Linked DNA regions of Sus scrofa: region 2 is linked to region 1. The links are chromatin contacts, called in public promoter capture Hi-C maps. All regions are on one chromosome and are shown on one strand. Each heading gives the region's core, a stretch centred on a gene start, on an enhancer-like site or on the middle of the called end of the contact. The rest is flanking DNA. Distances are from core to core; before and after follow the strand shown. Region 1 holds the start of FAU (ubiquitin-like protein FUBI). Region 2 holds the start of ATG2A (autophagy related 2A).

Region 1 (7,552 bases), core at 1,351-3,850:
CTCCCGAAAGATAGGGTATAGCTCTCCGCCCTCACACTCCCCTTCATTACAGCACCCTGCCTACTTTTCTTTGAAACTGTAACACTTTTAAGTATTTAGTTCCCTTGTTTTCCCCACAACATGCTAAACCCCTAGAAGGCATGGGGGCCAGTATCTTCCAGAACAATCACTACAAAAGACACAAATAACCAACATGTTTGTGTTTTCTACATGGCAGGCAGATTCGGATTTAAGCACTTGACACAATTTAATCTTCACAGCAACTCTCAAGAGATGATGGCAGAGATTAAATAGTTCATGCCAGTAAATAAATGCAACAAGTATCCAAACTCAAGACAGTTCAAGTCTAGAGCCTAAAGTCTTCACCGCATAACATGCCGTATTCCAAGAACCGGCAGACTCTGAATGGTATGCATGCATTGCTAGGAGGGAACCTAAATCGACCCCAGAGAACCCCACTTCTAGAAACACTGAAATAATCAAACTGATTAGGTTAGCAAAACCAGCCAGTCAGAACAAACAAAATCACTAGGACCAATTGGTTTACCAGCCTTCCCCCCCCCCCCCAAGTTGCTGACTCTACTCCACTGCTAAGAAACCAAAACGAGACCTGTTTTTCACAACACCAGCCCTAGAACTAGAAGCCACATCTCTCTCTGAGGCCTGCACAAATGAAGATGAAACAATGAGATGATTGGACTAAGTGGCTTTATTAGTGAAAGCCGGGATTACAAAGGACTTAAGAGTTGGCATTGGGTCCCTTCTTCTTGCCAAAGGTGGGCACGACATTGACAAAGCGCCGGTTGTATTGCATACGTCTCTTGGCCCGGCCGGTCTTCTTCTTCTTTTTCTCTTGTTTGGCCACCTGGGAAAAGGGAGATTTGATCAGCCCAGGGTTGCCTCTTCCACCTTCCCTCAGGTTCACTGCCAGCCAGGAAGAGAGCAAACATGGCAAGAGCCAAAGGTTTTGGCTTAGCTGTGTCAGGGGAAAAAAAGTCCAAACACCACCACTAATACTCTCACTCACCTTGGGAGTCTGACCTCTGACTTTCCCAGCACGGGCCAGGGAACCATGAACTTTACCTGTGGTAAGAAAGGAGGACAGCAGTTAGAACAAGAAGGCCCCACCCAGCAGAATCCTTTCTCCCTCAACTCAAGCTTTAAAGGTAAGATGGGCCCAACAGGGAATTAAAACAAAGTCGTAGAGATCTGAACTCTGACCAAGAATATCCAGTCTAGTACATCCTGGGGTTTCACTTCAGGATTTTCCAGCTCCTGACTTACACCACAGCTCATGGCAACTTGGGATCCTTAATCCACCGAGCAAGACCAGGGGGTGGAACCCGCATCCTCATGGATACTCGTTGGGTTTGTAACCTGCTTAGCCACAAAGGGAACTCCAGCTCCTGACTTTAAACAAGACCTAGAGAGCACCTTGGTGATCTGCTCTAACCTCCTGATTTTCCTGAGGAAACTGAGACATAGACAAGGATCTATTTAGAAAGTGACTGAAATAGAACTACCGTCTAGAGAAGTTTCCCACAGACCTCTCAAGAGTTCCTCTTGAGGGAGGGAAACATGAAGAACCACCCTGGATTGAGGACCCTGAACTCCACACCCTACACCCATGAACTTACAAGCAGTTCAAGGTACAGTGCTCCCTAACTCACCTCCAAGCATACGGCCGGCTACTTCCAGAGTGCTCAGGGCCTCCACCCCACACTGGCCGAGGATGGCATCATCCTCCAGGGGCGTGCCTGCCAAGAGCAGGACTTGATCTTCTGGAGCGATGCCCTCCAACGAGGCTACATGAGCCTAAATGGAAAAACAAGACTCATTAACGTTCCCGCGGAAGGCAAAGGCGAACACAAAAGACCCCAGGAAACACTACGACGCCTCACCTTGATCTGGGCGACCGTCTCCTGGCCGGTCACCTCGAGAGTGTGTAGCTCCTGGGCGCGGACAAAGAGCTGCATGTTGGCGACTGAAAAAAAAAAAAGGGGTTGCCTGTAAGAGAATAAATACTCTGGGACAGAAGGGATCAGGTAATGGGGGATGGGCCGGGGGCGACTGCGCCGGGGAGCAGCTGGTCTCGGGGTCTCACGTGGGTAAGGCCGGACCTGCCAGGGGGGTCCGATGGGGATCGGCCAGGCCCCCCGACCAGCCCTCTTCCTCTTTTTTCCCCGTTCCTTCTAACCTCGCAGCCAAGCCCCAAATAAGACCTCCGGATCTATCCAAGGCCAAAATCTTACCTGAAGCGCGGACACCCCTGCCGCTACCGCGAAGATGGAGTCGAGAAAGAGGAAGGAGCGAGGGCGCGCACGTCCTCTCCGCCTGCTGCGTGCCACGTCACTACTGAGCGACCGCCAAGATCTCTGATTTTTGTACCGCCCAGAGCCGTCCTGGCTCCGCCTCCTTACGCTTTGCGCAGGCGTTCTCTCGGTCCTGGGCGGAGCGATCATAAAGGGGCTGGACCAGGCGGGTTGCGTGCGCAGAAAGCTAGTGTACCTGGGCTGTTCGAGATGGCGGCGACTGTGCTCTGCGGTGTACTTCGTGCCTGGAGAACTGGCGTCCCGCTGGGCTGCGGGCTACGGCGGCTGGTGAGAGCGCTGAGCCTGGTGCTGGAAGCAGAGGGCTGGTTGTGAGGCTGTTATCCCTTGCTCGTCCCTTCTTGGGGGTCGCTTTTCTGGAGCTCAGATACTAGACTGAGAGGGAAGGGGGCAGGGCCTGAAGTGGGCTCCGGATTGTGGGGCTTAAGATACTGAAATATGATTGGAGGACAGCCTGAGTTAGAACTAGGTGCTGGGCATCGATTCTTGCTGATTTTACGTACACACACACACACACACGTAGACAAAATATTTTTTTGGCCGCGAGACATGTGGAATTCAGGGTTCGAACCTGCCAGAGCAGCGACCTCAGCCCCCGCAGACAGCAGTGACAACGCCGGATCCTTAACCGCTGCCCCGCAAAAGAACTCCGCTGCCTTATTTTTTGAAGGGGACACCGTTGTAGACGTTGGAGGTTGGCCCCAGATCTTGGCGGCACCTCTGGGAACCTAAGACTCACAATGTATAGGACTGAACATCTTTCTTCTGATTCTTTTTGTGACCCTGGGACCTATCAGGAGTTCTGGGTATCTGCTGGGAGAAGTATGGGAGGATAGGAATGTGACCTCAGGTAGATTGTTTGCTAATGTCTTGATATTTCTTGGATATAAAAAGAAGATAATAAAATACCTAATGTATCAAATTATAAGAATTGAGTGAGGAATTTCTGTCGTGGCTCAGCAGTTAATGAATCCGATTAGCATTCATTAGGATGCGGGTTTGATCCCTGGCCTCGCTCAGTGGGTTAAGGATCCGGGGTTGCCACGAGCTGTGGTGTAGGTTGGGTGTTGCTGTGGTTGTGGCATAGACAGGTAGTATAGCTCCAGTTCGACCCCTAGCCTGGGAATCTCCACATGTCAAGGTGCGGCCCTAAAAAAAAAGATCAAAAAAAAAAAAAAATTCTAAGAGAGGTGGGCCTGAGTTCCTGAACTTCTTTTTAAGTCCCCTCAGTATCCTGCACCCGGGACTGAAGTCTGGTGCTTTCCTGCCTCAGCCTTTTCTTTAAGCCCTTCTCTCTGCTTGTAATGTTTCCTTTTCCTGCTTGAGGAAAGGTCTGCCTGTTGGGGGCTGGGTGGTGGGTGGGCTGATGGGAGATGGTCGTTTGTTTGTTTTTGCCTCAGAGCCAGACCCAGGGGACCCCTGAATACCCCAGCTTCGTGGAGTCTGTGGATGAATACCATTTCGTGGAGCGCCTCTTACCCCCTGCCAGCATCCCAAAGCCCCCAAAGCACGAACATTATCCCACTCCTAGTGGCTGGCAGCCCCCCAGAGGTGAGCAGGGTTCTGGGGATGGCGTGAAGGCTGCAGGAAAACATCCCCTCCGTAGGGGTCTCTGCCCTGGCTGAGGCTCTGGATTCCTGGTGGGTTCAGGACTGGCAACCCCGAGCTAGCATCTGTCTGTGTTCAGGGAAGGGCCCCGAATGGAGCACTGTTTTACTAGTACCGCCCCCACACACGATTGGGGTGGGGTCTTGCCCTGTGGGAAAAGCAAAGCATAGAGAGAAGACCCAAGAATTTGGACCCCTACCCCCATCCCTGGCCATAAGTGAGAACACAGCTTGGGAGTTGGGCAGTTCTGGATCCACAGATTCGCAGTTCTGGCCAGGGTTTTTTGTTTGTTTTCCATTTTAGAGCTGCACCCCAGGCATATGGAAGTTCCTGGGCTAGGGGTTGAGTCAGAGCTGCAGCTGACAGTTTATGCCACAGCCACAGCAGTGCCAGATCTGAGCCACATCTGTGATCTACACCACAGCTTGCAGCAGTGCTGGATTTTTTTTTTTTTTTTTTTTTTGTCTTTTTGCTATTTCTTGGGCCGCTCCCACGGCATATGGAGGTTCCCAGGCTAGGGGTCCAATCAGAGCTGTCGCTGCCTGCCTACACCAGAGCCACAGTAACGCGGGATCCGAGCCGCATCTGCAACCTACACCACAGCTCAGGGCAACGCCGGATCGTTAACCCACTGAGCAAGGGCAGGGACCGAACCCGCAACCTCATGGTTCCTAGTCGGATTTGTTAACCACTGCGCCACGACGGGAACTCCAGTGCTGGATCTTTAATGCACTGAGCGAGGCCAGAGATTGAACCCACTCCTTCATGGATGCTAGTTGGGTTCTTAACCCAACTAGTGAACAGCAGGAACTCCCTATTGCCAGTATTTTTGAGTAAGTCACTTAGCTTCTCCCAACTTCAGTTTCAGCAAAATAGAGATAATCTGCTCAGCACATAAAATGCATTGTGCAGAGCCCAGCCCGTGGTAGGTTTTCATTGCTTAGAAATACCCATCCCTGGAGTTCCCTGGTGGTTCATCAGGTTAAGGATCCTGCATTGTCACTGCTATGGTTCAGGTCCCTGCCATGGTGTGGGTTTGATCCTGGGCCCAGGAATTTCCACATGCTGTGGATGTGGCCAGACCTCTGTTCCAACCTCTTCTCCACAAAAAACCCCAATAAATACCCATCCTTTTGTGCTAGAGCTTGATTTTAGCCTCCCTGTTTCAGTGGAGGAGAGCAAGGATTGGCTCCAGAGGACCTAAAGAGGCATAGCCCTGACTTCATTTCTTCTTGAGTGCCTGGTGCCAGGCCCTATGCTGGGCCTTGAGGTACCAAGAACAGGCTGGTCCTGGTCCTAAACTTAGGGCAAGTGCAAGTCTCCTGATCTCAAGTCTGGAGGTGGCTTTGCTGTTGGGTTCACTGACCCTCTGCCTACTCTGTGGAGAAAGGCCTTGGTGGAGGGGCCACGAGGTCTAGGAGCTTTTGCCTCATCACCGCCCCTCCCTGCCGCAGACCCTGCGCCCAGCCTGCCCTACTTCGTGCGGCGCTCGAGGATGCACAACATCCCCGTCTACAGGGACATCACACACGGCAACCGTCAGATGACTGTGATCCGCAAGGTGGAGGGAGACATTTGGGTGAGTGGGCGCGTGGCTCGGGGCGATTCTGACCCCTTGGGGGCTGAAGGGGTGAGAGCCTGCAAGAGGGTCGGGTCTCCTGACCAGGCCCGATGTGTTATTATTTCCCCCCAGGCCCTGCAGAAGGATGTGGAAGATTTTCTGAGCCCGCTGCTGGGGAAGACACCTGTCACCCAGGTCAATGAGGTGACAGGTACCCTTCGGGTCAAGGGCTACTTTGACCAGCAGCTCAAAGCCTGGCTTCTGGAGAAGGGCTTCTGAAGCCCGGCTGAGCAGCGTGCATCACAGTGTCCCCCTCAGACTGGAGTCTTGGGGTCTCAGGAGGAGGGAGGTGACCATGGGAGCAACTGGGACAGCAGGTAGAGACCAGGGTGGAGGGCTTTCGAGTGGGACTTGCTTGTATGAAGGAAGAAATGGGACCGTGTGCTGGGGAGGGCCTCTAGAGACCCACCAGCAATAGTCAAGCTGGCGGGGGGTTAATTGCTCCCCCCGCCACACACACACACACACACACACACACACGCTTTGGCCTGTTCCTGCTCTCCCTTCATGGGAGCTCCTTGGACTCAGCCATTCAACTTTCAGAGGTAACTGGCTACCCCTCTGGTGGAAGCAACAGCCCAACCCAGTTTGCAGGAGACGGCAGCACAGGCCAGACCCACCGGGCACGTTCCTTCTTGGGCTCTCACACCGTCACTGCCCCACAAATCCTGAGCCCGCTTGGTAGGGGCCACAGAACACAAGATGACTCAGACGTGGGTCCTGAAGGTCTTCAGTTCCACGTGCAGCACATCAGCCCCTGGGCTCACTCCTTCCACCCCGCAGAGGTAGGAGGGCCGCCAGCAGGACTCTTCCAGACTGGAGTTGGGCCTGACTGGGTTCCCAGCTCCAGCAAGCTAAGGGATGAGCTCTAGCTGGCCTGCCCACAAGGGGGTGCTTAAGAGCTCCCGGCGGCCCAGCAAAGGGCCATCCTTCCCAGGGTGCTGACCTAGTATCAGGGCTGGACAGCGGGTTTGCGGGCAGGAAGATGCTGTCCTTTGGCCTCTGCCATCTCATCCCACCCCAGCCTAGGAACTTCGTACTTGGGAGTCACAAGGACCAGAAGCCCGAATTCCCACCCAAGCTCAGTATCAAACTGGCTGTGGCAGGTTTCGAAGTCTGGCTTCCCCTGCGTGCTCTGACCTAAGGACCAGGCACTTCACCTTTCTGGGGCTTTCTTCGTGTGTAAAACGGATATATTTTCCTAATATGTTAATATTCGACAGTGTGCCCAAGGACAGTGCTGACTTTAAACCCTCATTCCTGGAGGTTCCAGGTTACTGATCTACCCCTGAGTAAAAGGAGCCCGCACATGGATCCCATGGCATCAGTTCCACCAGTCATTAATGCAAGTTTTTATTTGGCTGTATATACAATTTAAGCTATTAAAATTTGTACAATATTTACAAATTAAATAATCATCTGAAACTGTCTCCAGCAACTCTTGTAACACAAAACCAAGGGGGAAAAGACAGGGGCAGGCAAGGCCTTGGCTCCTGTGGTCCCTACCTGGCCCAGAGCCTTTTCTCAACTGGAAAGACCAGGAGCTTGGCACTCCTGCGACCTTTTCCTGGGGTCAAGCATTCAAATTCAAAGACAAAATTTAAGCCAAAAGACAGTAGCAAGGAAGTAATACCAGTTCTTCTAAACTCAAGAAAAATTCTTAACTAAGTTAAGAAGTGGCCTTCCGCTGGTTCTGGGGCTTGCAGTGGTTCAGAAGCGCGCACGCACACACACGAGCCCTCAGCCTGGAGTGAGGCTGCAGTGGCTGCTGGGTGAGACCAGGGACAGTCTCCCCTTAGACAAACTGCAGGGAGAAAAGGGCCTGGGGGGGAGGGGCAGAGCAGGGCCCCTCAGTGCTGCCCACCTGCTCCTCCACCCCAGACACTCCTTTCCCTGAGTTATGTGGTTGCCAGTAAGACATGGAAATGCCACAGGGCACAAGGGGCACAGCCACCACCACAAAAGGCTTCTGGGGAGTCTAGGGTAAGAAAAG
Region 2 (7,552 bases), core at 2,227-4,726, 190 kb before region 1:
CAGGTCCTTCCTGGGAGGCGAGAGGACACAGGAGGGCAGGGGACAAAAAGGGCCAGTCGTGACAAAACGGTCAGAGGGATGGAGGTGGAGCAGGGCAGGGTCAAGGGCCAGAGAGGACAGGGGTTAGAGGGAGAAAGCCACAGTGAGGACCAGGGTCGGCCCACCTGCGGGGGGAGCTCCTCGAAGTGCAGGCGGACCCCCGCCAGCTGCAGCAGCTTGTGGAGGAAGGCGGGGGGCTGGTGCACATCCACGGGCGGTGCCTGGCTCGGGTCTCGCACGGCCTCATCGCAGTACTCCAGTCTGGGGAGTGGAGGGCCAGCTCTTGCCCAGGCCTCCCTGGGCTGGTTTCCCGCTGCCCTCAGTGTCTGCCCCAGGGGCCTGGGGTTGGCAAAGTCCGGCCTGCAGGGCTGCCCCATCAGAGCCAGGCCCTCTTGGGCCTCCATGGCCAGTGCTTGCTCCACAGACCCTCAGCATGTCACCTGATCCTCAGGGCCCCGGCCACCCTGGGCCTGCACCACCTGGCCCCTGGACACCCACCCCAGGCTCACAACACAGCTCCGGTCACGCCGCGGCCCAGGCCCACCTGGACTTGCTCCGAAACTTTCCAGGAGCCCGGGCTGGGAGTGGGGTCAGGGGCAGAGCCATTCAGCAGCCACTCACCCCGCTCTCCCTCACACCAGCCTGGCCTGCTTGGCCGGCCCCCTACCTTTGCACATGGATTTCCACGGCCACGCCACGCTCCCCGTCACTGGGCGAGTGCTCCACCCTCACGACAGTATCTAAGAAGGTCACCTTGATCCTTCGCAGTACTGAGGGGTGGGAAGGGGTCTCAGGTTGGGCAGAGCAGCAAGGGGCAGACAGAGTTTCCCTGCCTGAGGCCCCTGCCCTATGGGCCGTGGAAGGGCCTGCTCACCTGTCTCGATGGTCTGGGCAAACATCTCCAGTCCTTCCAGGGGCTGTGGTGGCTCAGAGGGTTCGGGCAGCCCGTCCCGCAGGCACTCCTGAGCCAGCTGCATGCTTGTGGTCATGCACGAGGCCCAGCTCTGTGAGTCGGCAGCCCCCGGCCCTGCAGGCAGAAGAGGGTCTCAGGGCGGGCAGGCCCAGGCCACTCCTGGGTGCCCTGCTCCCCGGCCCTCACCCCCACCCCCTGCCCCAGCTTCGCCCTGCCCTCACCTGGGCCCTGGCGGGGCTGTAAGGTGAGCTGGAGCCCTGACACGTGCACAGTGCAGTGGTCAGTGAGCAGCGCGGCCCAGGGCACAGCCACCTCGATAGAGCCCACGAAGCCTTCCACCAGCTCCAGCGGTGACTCCATGGACTCCAGCACCTCATTCACCGACTGGGAGCAGGCAGGAGACAAAGCCAGCTCAGGGGAGCCCCAGAGCCAGCTGGCTCCCTGGCGCTGCTCTCTGCCTGGCTGGTCCTGCTTGGAGAACGCCCTTGCTACCTAGTACAAGGTACAGTCTTTGCACCATTGTTCCCTACACATGGAGAGTCCCATGTGCGCAGTCTCTCCAACCAGAAGAGGGGAGAGCTGAGGGATGAAGAAGGAGCCCCGCATGGGGACAGCACATGCAAAGGCCTTGCTGAGAGTGGCAGCACCCCCGATCATCCGGGTGAGATGGAGTTTAGGAGAGTGTCCAGGAGAGGCAGGCAGGGGTCTGACCTGAGTGGGAGCGGGCCCCCAGCTCCAGAGACACATGATGTCACGGTCCCTCTCTCTGAGGCGCAGCTCTGGTTTCTGATAGGGGAGATGTACCCCCACCAGTCTGGGAGCTCCCCGCAGGCAGGAGCCCACCTGCCTTCTCGGAGTGACTCCAGGCACTCTGTGTGGTGCCCCCCAGAGAGGGCCTCAGTAAACACTTGCTGGACCCATGAATTAGATACATGACAGAACCAGGAGACCCAAAGAGATCAAGTCCAAATTCCTCACTCAGAGAGCCACAGATGGGAACACTTCAGGGACTAGGCTTGTCACCCTGTATACTATGGGGACAGGGACTGAGACCCATGCCTCATTTCTCATCCTCTCCTGGGGTCCCAGGCACTCTGGGGACCTGCAGGCCAGGCAGCTGGGAGAAGGGCTGGCATCCTGGGAAAGCACCTTCAATCCACCTCGGCCCAAGCCCTCCCTGGAGGCCAAGAGGAAAGCAGCCTAGCTAGGAGCCAATTAAATCCCTAACCAGAGGGCAGGGTGGGTGGGAACACAGAAAGAGGCTGAGGTCAGAGGTCAGAAAAGGTCTCCTGCACCGGGATTCACAGGCAAGAAGTGCCACCAACTCCGGGCTCAGGAGTCTCTGCTCAGGAAGGCCGGCTTCTCCTGCCCAGACTGTATTAAGGCTGAGCACCCTGTCTGCTCCCCCAGAAGACTGAGAAGCCCCTGATTCCATGCCCACCCCTGTTACTTTGGACTGGGGGGCTGACCCAGTGCCAGACCCGGTCTGGTGCCTCTAAGCAACTTTGCAACTTCCCAGGTCAGCTGAACGGTGAGTCACAGCCCCCAGGCTCAGGCCTGACCCAGACTTTACTCCTCTCTGCTTCCCCAAAGTCGCTCTTCTCTGCCTGAGGCCAGGCCTCTCCACCTTTCTCCGAGGGCTTTCCTCTAGGTGGGGATGCCGGATGCCCAAGCCCCTCCCCAAACACCAACTTGGTCCATCCCACTCTCTCCAAAGCAGGAAGTAAGGCAGCGAGGCAGCCACACAAAGTGTTGATCAACACTGGTGCTGACGCGGTTGTTGACATACATATCCCGCGGTGAACCCCACCCCCTGGGCCCAGGGTCGTGGGGTTAGGAGGTCAGGGCACCTTTCCCACAGGTGCCCTCAGCAGGGTCCTGGACCTCTTCCAGACTCCCCTAACCAGCGATATGCCCAAACTCTGTCACTTCCCTGGCCTGGTCCCAACAGAGGCCCCCTGGTTTCTCTGATCCCTCCCCTCCCTTTCCTAAGCCCCATTGGCACCAAGTGCTCAACTCGGGCCTCAAACATGATATGCTTATTCTGTCACTTATCTCCAGATGAGTGACATCCCAATCCTCAGTCTCAGTTTCCCCTCCTGTGAAGCAGAGGCAGGAACCCCCTTCCCGTACAGCTTCTGGCTCTAGAGGCGATCAGCTGGGGTCCCTGTGACCCCTGGAAGGGGCTGGACGCCCAAGGCCTTTCCACCCCGGTGCCTGGTCCCCTAGTCCGATTCTTTCGCAAGGAGCCTCAGGTCGCTGCGCCCCCTCCTCCCCGTTCGGACCCTTCCAGGGCTCCGGCCTGAATCCTCACCCAGATTTCCAGGTGTATATCCCTCAGGGCAACGCTGCCCTTGTATAGATCGAGGCTGAGCTGGTCCAGGCTGAGGTGCTCCTGGAAGAAGTGACCCAAGTAGTGGTGCAGCAAGTAGCGGCAGACCCGCTCTTTCACACAGTTTGACCATGGCCACAGCCATCGTGACATCTCGGAGAGCGCCGGGCCCGGGCCGCCTCCGCTTGCCGCCCGCCAGCGTTCCCCGTCCGGTTGCGCTGTTCACTAGAGCCCCCGGCTCACCCCGCCGCTTCTCTTAGCGCCAGGCCGCACCCCCGGACGCCTGACCACGCCCCCCACGCTTATTGCCATTGGCCACTGGGAAGGGCGAGGCCTCCTGATTGGCCGCGGGGGCGGAGCCTTGAGGCGCGAAAAAGGGACTGGGCTCGCGGTACGATATAGGGCTCCCAATCTTGATTTACGCTTGCGTATAAATTCTGTGTGGGAGGACCTTTAACCTCTCTCCTAAGGGCTCTGGGAAGGCTGTTGTGGCTTGAGGTACCAGCCCCGCAAAGGAATGCGCATGTGCCGACTCGTCCAACTAGTACTTGAGGTAGTTGGGAAGGATTTAAAGGGACAGTGTCCCATCCAACTTCGCTGTGCGCTTTCCAGAAGAATAGTCAGTGCGAGAGCCCCAGCTCGCATCTTTAGAAAGATTAAGTGAATAAACACTTGCATTTTATAAAACGCCTTACCTTCCTTTATCTCATTCAACCTTCACAACGATCTTCTAAGATAGAGATCATTGTCACTATTTTACGGAAAAGAAAAACTGATTTAAACAGAAAGCATCATGAAGGACGTCTTGTCTTCCACTCCTCACCTGAAATGCGGGACAGATTAACTGATCATCCCTTCTCCCTGTAGTTGGCCAGGCCTCTGGCCCCTCCCTGTAACAACAGCAACAACAACAACAATAATAATAACAACAATTTTTTACATCCCAAATCCTCAAACTCAATAGTGGAGTTCTCTTGTGCTGCATCAGGTTAAGGATCCAGTGTTGTCACTGTAATTGCTTGGGTCACTGCTGGGGTGCTGGTTCAATCCCTGGCCTGGGGAACTTTCACATTCTGCTGGAGCAGCCAAAAACAAAAAACAAAAAACACAAACAAACCCAAAACAAAACAAAAACCCAAGACACAAAGGATGGATTCCAACCCCCTTGAGCAGAGATTCATTGTTTGGTATCACCCTTGAGCTAAGAATGGTTTTTACATATTCCAAGAGTTGGAAAAAACCCAAATGGGTAAGATTTCATGATGTGAAAATCATATGAACTTCACTAGTGTGTCCACAAATAAAGTTTTAGTGTTACACAGCCGTGCTTGTTTGAATAAGTATTCTCTAGGGCTCCTTTCTTACCATAGCAGGGTTGAGTACTTGAGACAGAGGCCTACAAAGCCTAATAATTTATTTTCTGGTCCTTTACAGAAAAAGTTTGCCCAGCCCTGCTCCACAAGACCCTAACATCATGATGACTGAAGATGGAATTATAATTCCATTTTAGCTTTAGCAGGGAGATGGACTGCAGTCTAAAGCCAAAATTCAGCCTGAAGCGAGGGCAGCCCCTCTGGCCTGAGGGGCAGGGATCAAGATTCCAGTGCCAGCTCTGTGTGGCTTCAAGCAAGTCCTATTTAAGCTGCTCCTATTGTGAGCCTGTTTTATCACTCTTAACCTGGGGTTGGGCTCATAGGCGGGACAGCTCCTTACCTGGGAGAGACTGAGGAACAGCCTCAGAGAACTGCAGGAAACGCTAAGACCCCCCCTGTCCTAGGAGCCTGGCTAATAGGATGGCTGCTCAGAAAATGATTGTGAAATGAATCAAGAGATCTGCCTGACCCCTGTGACAGGCCAGGGGCAGAGTTGGGTTCACTGAGTATTTATTAATTAGGAGAAATAAGAGACATCATGAATGGAGCCCATGGACTGTCCTGGACCCTGGACGTGTCACTCCATGTGCATGACCTCATCTGCTTTTTACCACACAGGCTCATAGGGAGGCACTATTTTTTTTCTTTTTCTTTTTAGGGCCGCACCTGCGGCATATGGAGGTTCCCAGGCTAGGGGTTGAATCCGAGCTGCACCTGCTGGCCTACACCACAGCCATAGCAACGCCAGATCTGAGCCGTGTCTGCGACCTACACCACAGCTCACGGCAACATTGGATCCTTAACCCACTGAGCAAGGCCAGGGATGGAACCCGAAACCTCATGGATCTTAGTCGGGTTTGGTAACCACTATGCGGCGAAGGGAACTCCCAGGAGGCACTATTAACATCCCCGTTTTACAGGAAAGGATACTGAGGCTGTGTGCCTCGGTGCCTGTGGAGCAAGTGAATGAACAAGCATCACTTCTCCCAAAGGCAGTGGGATTAGAAGGGCAGATTCTGGAGTCTAGGAAAAAGTGTCCTTATGTTCAGTCTAGGAGGGAGCTACCACTCCCCAGCAGTGGGAATTGAGAGCAGTACACACAAGGGGTGGGGACACGGGGCCATTTCCAATGTCCAGACCTCCAATCTGAGATGCCTGCTTCCTAGGTTTGCTTCCTGCCTCTGAGGTGGCATGCATGTCCTATCTTTCATTAAAACTTTACTAGGGGCCACATCTGTCTCTCAGAAGTGGGTGCCTGTGGGTTGACTCTTAAGCCCGATTCCCTCTGTGGCCGGGACACAGTGCAGTGTCTGTGTCAGAGCAGCAAAGTAGACAGGACTCAGAGGGATAGAAAGGTCCTTCCTGCCACCTCCCCCAGACAACATGCGGTGAACGCCACAGAAATGCAACAGATACACTGGCTCTGGGCGCTGGACCATGGATCTCAGCGAACTCAAGGGTCTGGGGAAGTGTAGGGCCGGGGTTCCTTCTCAAAGAATGAAAAGGGGGGAAGGCCAGGCTTTGTAGGGCTTCTCGGAGGGTATCCCCACATCCGATTAGACAGAAACTTATCAGGCAAACCACGTGCTCTCTCCCTTCCCCAGGAATGGCCCACCCAGGAGAAGCCCCTCTGGGAATTTCCTCAGTGAGATCAGGATAGACGTAAAAGTGATTATGGAAGGTGTGGGGGGGCTGCGGCTTTTCACTTGGAGACGGTGGAGGGCCTGGATTTTGCATTTTGTCTGAATCATGGTAAAATGCACATGATAAATTTTATCATCTTAGCCATTTCTGCTTTCTTCCCCTCTTTCTTTCTTTCCCCCTTTCTTTCTTTTCAGGGCCACACCCTCAGCATACGGAAGTTCCCAGGCTGGGGGTCAAATTGGAGCTGCAACACTGGCCTACACCACAGCCACAACAGCGCCAGATCAGAGCTGTATCTGCCACCTACACCACAGCTCACAGCAACGCTGGAACCTTAACCCACTGAGTGGGGCCAGGGATCAAACCCACTTCCTCGTGGATACTAGTCAGTCTTGTTACTGCTGAGCCACACTGGGAGCTCCTGTCGCAGCCATTTGTAAAAGTACAATTCAGTAGGGTTAAGCATATTCACACCGTTGAGTTCCCTTTGTGGCTCAGTGGAAACGAACCCGACTAGTATCCATGAGGATGTGGGTTCGATCCCTGGCCCTGCTCAGTGGGTTAAGGATCTGGTACTGCTGTGAGCTGTGGTGTAGGTTGCAAATGCAGCTCAGATCTTAGCTGCTGTAGCTGTGATTCAGGTTGGCAGCTGTAGCTCTGATTCAGCTCCTAGCCTGGAAACTTCCCTATGCCACAGATGCAGCCCAAAAAATAAATAAATAAATAAATAAATATATATATATATATATATTCACACTGTTGTGCAACTAATCTCCTCAATTTTTTCATCTTGCAAAATGGAAATTTTATACTCATTAAACAATAACACCAAAATGTGTAAATTTTATGGAATGTGAGTGATATCTCAATAAAGATGATTGCAAAAATAATTTTCAGAATTCCCATTTGTGGCTCAGTGGTAATGAACCCGACTGGTAACCATGAAGATGCAGGTTTGATCCCTAGCCTCACTCTGTGGGTTAAGGATCCGGCGTTGCCGTGAGCCGCATTGTAGGCTGAAGACACGGTTTGGATATGTTTGCTGTGTCTGTGGTGTAGGCCAGCAGGTGCAGCTCCAATTTGAACCCTAGCCTGGGAACTTCCATATGCTGCAGGTGCAACCCTAAAAAACAAACAAACAAACAAACAAACAAAACCCAACTCTCCACCCCTCATGTAACATTGTAACTATTTTGAGATCCAAGAAGTCTTAACCTCTGGCTTCCAACCTTCCATGCCCCAGTCCTCAAA

What was found. Promoter capture Hi-C pulls out the DNA fragments that hold promoters and counts their contacts.
Region 2: a contact with region 1 is called in a promoter capture Hi-C map of fetal liver, with 2.7 times the contacts expected there. The contact joins the promoter of ATG2A here to the promoter of FAU in region 1. A contact is called at or near these places in 2 of 5 promoter capture datasets (fetal liver and liver), 4 of 47 Hi-C or Micro-C datasets (heart right ventricle, liver, skeletal muscle and 1 more) and 1 of 2 datasets of contacts at active chromatin or transcription factors (alveolar macrophages).

Annotation. Positions count from the first base shown.
Region 1 is chr2:7,065,951-7,073,502 of Sscrofa11.1, reverse strand. It overlaps FAU (ubiquitin-like protein FUBI), which reads right to left and starts at 2,600. Exons shown (of 5, transcript XM_021082866.1): 1 at 2,253-2,600; 2 at 1,902-1,984; 3 at 1,671-1,815; 4 at 1,028-1,083; 5 at 692-865. The coding sequence starts at 1,976. The coding sequence ends at 740. It overlaps MRPL49 (mitochondrial ribosomal protein L49), which reads left to right and starts at 2,499. Exons shown (of 4, transcript NM_001245013.1): 1 at 2,499-2,600; 2 at 3,731-3,881; 3 at 5,393-5,517; 4 at 5,632-6,971. The coding sequence starts at 2,523. The coding sequence ends at 5,778. It overlaps SYVN1 (E3 ubiquitin-protein ligase synoviolin), which reads right to left. Exons shown (of 16, transcript XM_003122541.4): 16 at 6,886-7,552.
Region 2 is chr2:7,257,955-7,265,506 of Sscrofa11.1, reverse strand. ATG2A (autophagy related 2A) reads right to left here and starts at 3,476. Exons shown (of 43, transcript NM_001190278.1): 1 at 3,267-3,476; 2 at 1,174-1,336; 3 at 914-1,066; 4 at 707-809; 5 at 165-300; 6 at 1-10. The coding sequence starts at 3,437.